Linked DNA regions of Anas platyrhynchos: region 1 is linked to region 2. The links are chromatin contacts, called in public Hi-C maps. All regions are on one chromosome and are shown on one strand. Each heading gives the region's core, a stretch centred on a gene start, on an enhancer-like site or on the middle of the called end of the contact. The rest is flanking DNA. Distances are from core to core; before and after follow the strand shown.

Region 1 (3,302 bases), core at 277-2,776, 91 kb after region 2:
CTGATCTGGAAGATGTGGGGTTATATGACTTATTTCAGGTGGGATGTTGAGCAAGTTTGAGGAAGAGACTTGACCCCAGGTGTTCTAAATTGTAGCGCAAAGCTTTGAAATGGCCTCTCTCCCTGTTGGAATAAAGGCTGAGTAATTGAACTCATACATCAAAGGGACTTGGTACTATATCTTCAGAGAAGACAGCGATGAGAAGAGTGGAAAGCTCTGAGGCCAAGTGTCTTACGCTGCTGTAAGGAGAAGCAGTAGGGCTGCACTGGGCCTGACCAAGGGACAGCTGGCCTTGTACCTCTGCCAGGACAGACCCCATGGCATGTGCCCTCTCTCTGGAGAACATCACTCTCATCTCTGAGGTCAGCAGGCAGGGAGCCAAACAGACAGTGTATATATTGGCTGCACCAGAAAGCATGTTGGAGAAAGCAGCTTGTCATCTAGCCTTCGGCTGTCCTCTCCTAACTCTCCCCTGATATAGGGGCTTAGGACCTCTAGGTTTAAGAACTGGCTCTTGTGAGCTTGGGAGAAGGAGGAAGCAGCCACAACAAGATGCTCAGCATCCAAATCTAACCAGACAGTGAGAGAACAAGGCTGAGATCTGCTCCTCCTGCTCTTTTTTTCATCTGCATCAGGGTTGCTGTTATCAGAGGCACTGTAAGCTTCCAGCAGGTTTTGAAAGTTCCCCCCCCCACCCCAATAAGGCAGCTGATGTCCTAAATATGTAGACAACAGGAACAAAGCTGAATTTTATCATTCCCTGCCAGCAGTCATTATGCTGACAGAGAGAGGCATCTGATTGTGATCACCATCTTGTGTTTTAACTAACAGATACAAAATGACCAGTGCAAAGAGATGGAGTCCACGGCAGACAAGTGGGTGAAGCTGACAGACAATGGGGAATGGGGCTCTCATTCTGTAAGTGTGCAAAGAATTACTTCATCAAGTGTGGTGTTTTTGTTTGTTTGTTTGTTTGTTTTTTCATTTATAAATGTCTGTGACTTCCTCTGAACAAACAAGGATCAGATCCTGTGAATGCATGTGAAGAAGCACAGCTTGCTGGTACTATGGGAAAAATCACCAAGATCTCTAGGGGGCTGATCCCGAAGCAGATGATAGAGATGAAAAACTTTCTATCGATTTCCTTGAATTGAGTGCTTTAAGAGGCTAAACAGATTGATGCAAATCCACATTCCACAATCACTCGGCATGACTGTAATTGCAATCTTCTACAACAGTTGTTTGCTTGTGAGGCCATGAGATTATTCCTTGTCACTCAGCCAAGGCTGCGAGTGGTGGGCACGTGTGTGATGTGCAGGCAGGCGGGACTGGCGTTTTATTCCCAAGTGCATGCACCCAACTTGTGCTTTTGAACTTATTCTGTTAAAAAGCAAGCTGGCAGCACCAGGGTGGCTCCTGTGGCAAACATAAGTGTGTCCACGTTGGGAGCAGCAGCTCTTTCCCTGGCTGATAGCCCAGCCAGCTGAGCTTGTTCTCTGCGCAGACCACGTGTAGACTCATTAGCTCATGCTGACGCCTGTTTTCCACTAGGCCATCATACCCTAATTCCCAGAGCCATGCCAGCAAAGGCCCAGCGTAGATGACATTACGCCAGAATAAAAAGGTTTTTATTGGCATAGAGAGCAGCCTGCTCTCTGTTTTCCATTGTCTGCTTATCTTCCTGGAGGACAAGCTGTGTTCCCGAGCCAGCTCCGGTTGGCAGTGCCTGATAGCTCAGGTGCAAACCCTGCCTGAATCACGTTGGGAGGCAGGAAAGCTGTGTCAGAAGGGGTGACTGGCATGGACTGAGAGGTGGATCTGAGGCCAGGCCATTGACTTGGGTGAACAAAAAGAAGTAGACTGCATCTGCACAGGATATGGTGCCATATGAGCTCCTCGTTCGGGATGTGCAAGTGCAAGTCCACTGATAGGAAGGCTGCTTGCATGCCTGGCTGAAATGTAAATGTGAGCCAGGTGAGATGGCTGTTCTGGATCTCCTTGAGGCTTTTATCTGTTCTGCAAATGTAGTCATGCCAGCTTCTCTGGCCCCAGCATTCCAGTTGCTGCAGCTCTGCTTTCAGCATGCTAGTCCCGCTGCACCACAGCTAATGTTGGGTATCTCTACACCATGAACAATAGCGTAGTTTGAATCAATGTGGTCCCACTTCTGCTGTTGCCTGCAGTAACCCAGCTCCCAGTGCTTCTCTGGATTGTAGTTGTCTGGGAAGCGGAGGCAATATGTGCTGTGTCTCTACTTTGCTGAGTTTTCGGACTCTTTATCCTAGAAGAACAAAAACTGTAGCCCTGCCAGGGCTGCTCAGCATGGATTTAAACTCCAATATCCTGGATCCTTATACTGGTAGAGTTTAGCCCTATTCTTGTGTAAGGGTAGTTATACAAAGATAGAGCACCTTCAGGCCAGCATTGCTGTGTTGGCAGAGAGCATCTTGTACTAGTGGATGCAGTACAGCTTTATAGGCCAAGTAGGGTCTCAGTAAACCTGCTGCTGTTAGTGTCTAGAATGATGCTGTAGTAATATAGGTGAGTTGAAGTCAGCAGGCACCATCACACTACTGAAAGTAGTCCTGCCTTCCTCCTTCTGTTTGTCCTGCCCATGGTGCCACCAACCCACCACCCAGGCTTGTGCAGCTGCCTGCTGAACCACATTGTGAAGACAAGTAGGTCAAAGCAGCTGGAAGCTCGGTGCTTTCCTGTGCCTCCTTTGTTGTTCAGGGTCAGTAATGAGCAGGAAGGATGGGACTGCAGACTGGGACATCCATGGTTTGTGCTGGCTTAGTGTTCATGAAGTTGTAGTGTTAGGCAAAGCTTGATTTTTAAAGCTTTGCCTGTATAGAAAACTCACATGTAAGCCTGGATTTTCAAACATTTGTCCGTCCCCCCCCCCTTTTTTTTAAATGTATCTCAAGGCTTTAAAAACAATGAATATCCAGCTAGAGGTAAATGTTCCTGAGTGCCAGAGGTAGCTGGATAAATGCAGGAGCAGATTTTCCTAGCTCTTTTTACCAGTTCAAAAGCAGCTTCGGTGTTTTTCCATTAAACTGGGGTGTCAAATAGCTTTTTTATTACTTCTACTTTGACGCTTTTCAGAGATGTCTCTACAGCACCTGCCTAGGTGTCTCCCCATTACTTCTCGACTCCCTAAGCAGCTCAGGAAAAGCCAAGATCATTGCTTGGGTGCAAAAAATCTGAGTAATGGAAGTAAAAAATAATTCCTTGGTGAGGGAGTGCCTGCTAACTGTCATGTGTATTTTTGCAGGTAACTTTGAAATCAGGTAGTAACA
Region 2 (3,435 bases), core at 308-2,807:
GCAGTGAAAGGACATCTGGCCTGCCTCTAACAGGTGATTTTGAGTTATCCGAGTAAGAAATTCTTTTTTGTCTCTGCAGCTGGTGAGGCATGTTAGCAGGGATCAGAAAAATCTCTGCTCGAGAAAGAAAGGCATCTCTGCAGCAGGAGTGACAAGAAGAAAAAGGAATAAAAAATAGCATTTTTTCCCTCAAATGAACAGTAAGCCAATTAAAACGTTCTGTCATCAATCAGATAGTTTGGAAAGAAAGCTGAAAGTTGTCAATGTTAAGATTGCAGTCTTGAGATCCACTTCTTTCCTATTCTTACCTCTACCACAACGTGACCATCCATATGAAGGAAACACATGCACTCAACACCTGCAGGGGCTTCACTTTTTTCGGCACAGTCCTGCTGGGAAATTGAAAATATCAACTCTCCGGATTCACAGCATGTAAATACGTAAATATATTCTGAACTTCAAGCATGACAGGTTGACAGGTTCTGTGAATTTACATGAGGAACATACACTTTGGGAGTCAGTGCCATACTTTTTTTTTTTAGGTAATATTTGAGTATTTAGGACCCTCTTCAGACCCATTGAAATCAAGGGAGTATTTTGTAGAATTTAAAGAGGTTGAATTTCAGGTCCTTCCACAATTACGTCAAATCCATTTCAGACTTTTCTTTGCAGATCACTGAGGAATATCATTCATTATGTCTTGGACAGCTATGGCAAACAGCCCTGTGATCAGGAAGCCTAGCAACTCCTAATGCTTTAAGAAAAAAAAAAGTCAGTTCTGGTTACGCATATGAAAACACCTAGAAAAATACCCAAACCAAATGCATGGCTGAAAAGATGTCAGATGTCACATCAGCCTTTTCAGGTATTTTAAAGCATCTCAGCCCTCTTGAGTTGACAGCTTTCAATAATTCAGGTATTGCTGTAGTGTGCATTGGACATCACATGTAGCTGTGAGGAGTAAAAGGGAAATATGGAAACAAAGCCAAGACATTGTACAGTAAGGACTCAAGGTTTTTATTCAATAAAAGAACAAATAAATATTGCTGATATATGTGCAGAGAAGTGGCTGAAATTGGTGCCTTAATTTGTTATTTTGTTTTTTTCTACCTCTTTTGCCTTTTTATGCTGTGCCTTTAATCCCAGAGCTGCCTGCAGCCTGCTGTAGCAGCATCTGTGAACCAGGCCGGTCTGATTTCCAGGTCTGATGCACACCAGGTCTTGCCTTTTTCCCCTGCCTTTCCCTTTGTAATGATGATTCAGCCATAGAAGCCCTTCTAATTGATGTTAGGGAGGATCCAGCCTGTTTTATCCTGCTTTTTCAGGCTGATGGAATTGCCTTGGCTTTAGGACATTGTTCATTTGCAGGAAAAACATCAGACTCCAACATTAAAAATCAGGTTTCAGGTGCGTGTTTCCAAAGTTCTCTCCACTCAGCTCTGAATGTTTCCTAAACTGAGCACTGCCTGTAGCTGAGGTCAAGGCTGAGAGGCAGAAAAGGCCACTTGTGGAGACTTTATCTACATCCAGCCTTCACCCAGACTTGGTAGCATCCAGATCAGGGAATTTGGATGTGACTCCTGTCTAGGTTCATCAGGATAAGTTCTGTGCCCGAGTACTGTGCGAAACTGTGCAGATTCCCCAGCTCTGTGACCTTCAGGGAGCCTGCCAGCTAAATTCAGTCATTTCTGTGCAGCTATTCTTTATCCTCATGGTGCGTAATAGCTTCATTATGTGCGTGAAGAGCTGGGAGAGATGTGAAAATAGCACTGAAGAAGTGACAAAAGCATGATGCGCTTTCCCAGAAATTTTCTGTAGAACTTCATTACATTGCTTATTCTCAAAAAATGTCAGAGAGAATTAACTTCTTGGTAAATTAACAGCAACAACAACAAAATGTCTGTTTTGTGTTCTGGCCATGAGGAATAGGTGAGTCCAGATTAACATATTTATCACAAAGAGACAAAAATAATGCAAAACCAATTCAAAATGACGGTAACAGCCAGCAGCATATATGAGAGATGGATTTCCTTAGAACTTTCTCTGGTTTCCATTTTCTCATGGCAAATAATTATTACCTTTCAATTTGAACAGCTTTATGTGAATGCATTATAACCCACGGCTGGATGGAAGAAATCCCCACATATGGACATATGGAAAGAGGTGAGGTATAGGGGTAGGGTCACTCATCCTGGTCAAGAATAAGCACTACTCAGTTATCAATTCAGCCTTTTCCAAAAATGAGGCTTTTCTCAAAATAAAATGAAATTAAAGGTGATAAAGCAATTACTAGTGACATTCTTGGGGGGGGATTTGATCACAGACTAAAGAAGTTCTGAAACAAAAATTTCTGGTTTTCAGTAAAATATTCATAGACATAAGCAATATCATTAAAATATTGTTATCAATACTCAAAGTCTTTCTCTGATAAGGAAAATTCTGAGTTTAAAATAGATTTGTCTCTTGAGCATCCCCACATCCACACCATGAGAACACAGCTGTTCTCATGGTGTGACACGTCCCAGTTTAGGCTCCTATACAGACATTCACGGTTTCACGACAGGGTTTTATAGCACAGTTCAGTTCCACCTAAAGGCAAATTTTAAACTCTGGTCCAAGCACAGTTATAGGCTAATGCATTTTACCACCTCTTTATCTCTCCTCTATTGTGAGTTTGGCAAGTTTTCCACTTCTGAGGTAAGAATGACATTATCTATTGTCCCCAAATGCTGTGAAGTTTGATTAACATTGATGCAATAGCCCCAAAATACCTCACTGGCAAACATCTGTATTAATTTGTTTCTTGAATTTGAACTCCTTCTTTAATGTTGCCTTCTAGCATGGCTACTTAGACAGCCATTGCCAGTTTCATATCATTTTCCAGGCGGACGGGCACGTGGATTATTGTGTGTTTGACAATTTGTCCATCACAGTTTGGGAAATACAAACCTTATCAGAGCAGAGGAAGCTGGATTTGCAGCTCCAGCTGTGCTTGCCTCTGGGTTTCAGAAGCAGCAGTTCCCAGTGGCACAGACAGAGCAGAAATAGCTGCAGGAGGAGGTGTGCTCAAGGTTTGATCCCGACCCGGACCTCTGCCTACCTCCTGAGAGCCCCAGACCTCCTGACTGCTAGCTCCTGGCATAATTCTCAGTTTCTCCCAAGAGATATTTTCCACTTTTTCTAAGCAATTAAATAATCTGGTCAGCCAGAGATTTCTCTGCCTTGGAAGCAGCCCATTTCAAGGTGGTTCAGACACAAGGATACACCCCCCAGCCCAAACGAGCCCATTTATACAAGGATCTTGGCTAGTCTGAGGGTTTTTTTCCTCCACCTTTGCACAAACAAGCTTGCTGCGTGGTGCAGAAAGCAGGCTGACAGCAGGCTCCAAATATCACATGATGGAAATAAATATTTCCGGGCTGTCAGTGTTCAGGA

What was found. Hi-C and Micro-C count contacts between places; a contact is called where the count stands out from the background.
Region 1: a contact with region 2 is called in a Hi-C map of F5 follicle, with 4 times the contacts expected there. The contact joins two enhancer-like sites. A contact is called at or near these places in 6 of 8 Hi-C or Micro-C datasets (F1 follicle, F5 follicle, liver and 2 more).

What each region holds. Positions count from the first base shown.
Region 1 is chr1:7,929,890-7,933,191 of IASCAAS_PekinDuck_T2T, forward strand. ELAPOR2 (endosome-lysosome associated apoptosis and autophagy regulator family member 2) reads left to right here. Exons shown (of 22, transcript XM_027460197.3): 5 at 832-918; 6 at 3,278-3,302. Among named protein-coding and RNA genes, the nearest start is that of ELAPOR2, 70 kb to the left of the region's middle. Within about 2 kb of position 1,527, at least 3 of the 8 cell types and tissues checked have an H3K27ac peak or open chromatin away from gene starts, as enhancers often do.
Region 2 is chr1:7,838,749-7,842,183 of IASCAAS_PekinDuck_T2T, forward strand. No RefSeq gene overlaps it. Among named protein-coding and RNA genes, the nearest start is that of DMTF1, 12 kb to the left of the region's middle. Within about 2 kb of position 1,558, at least 2 of the 8 cell types and tissues checked have an H3K27ac peak or open chromatin away from gene starts, as enhancers often do.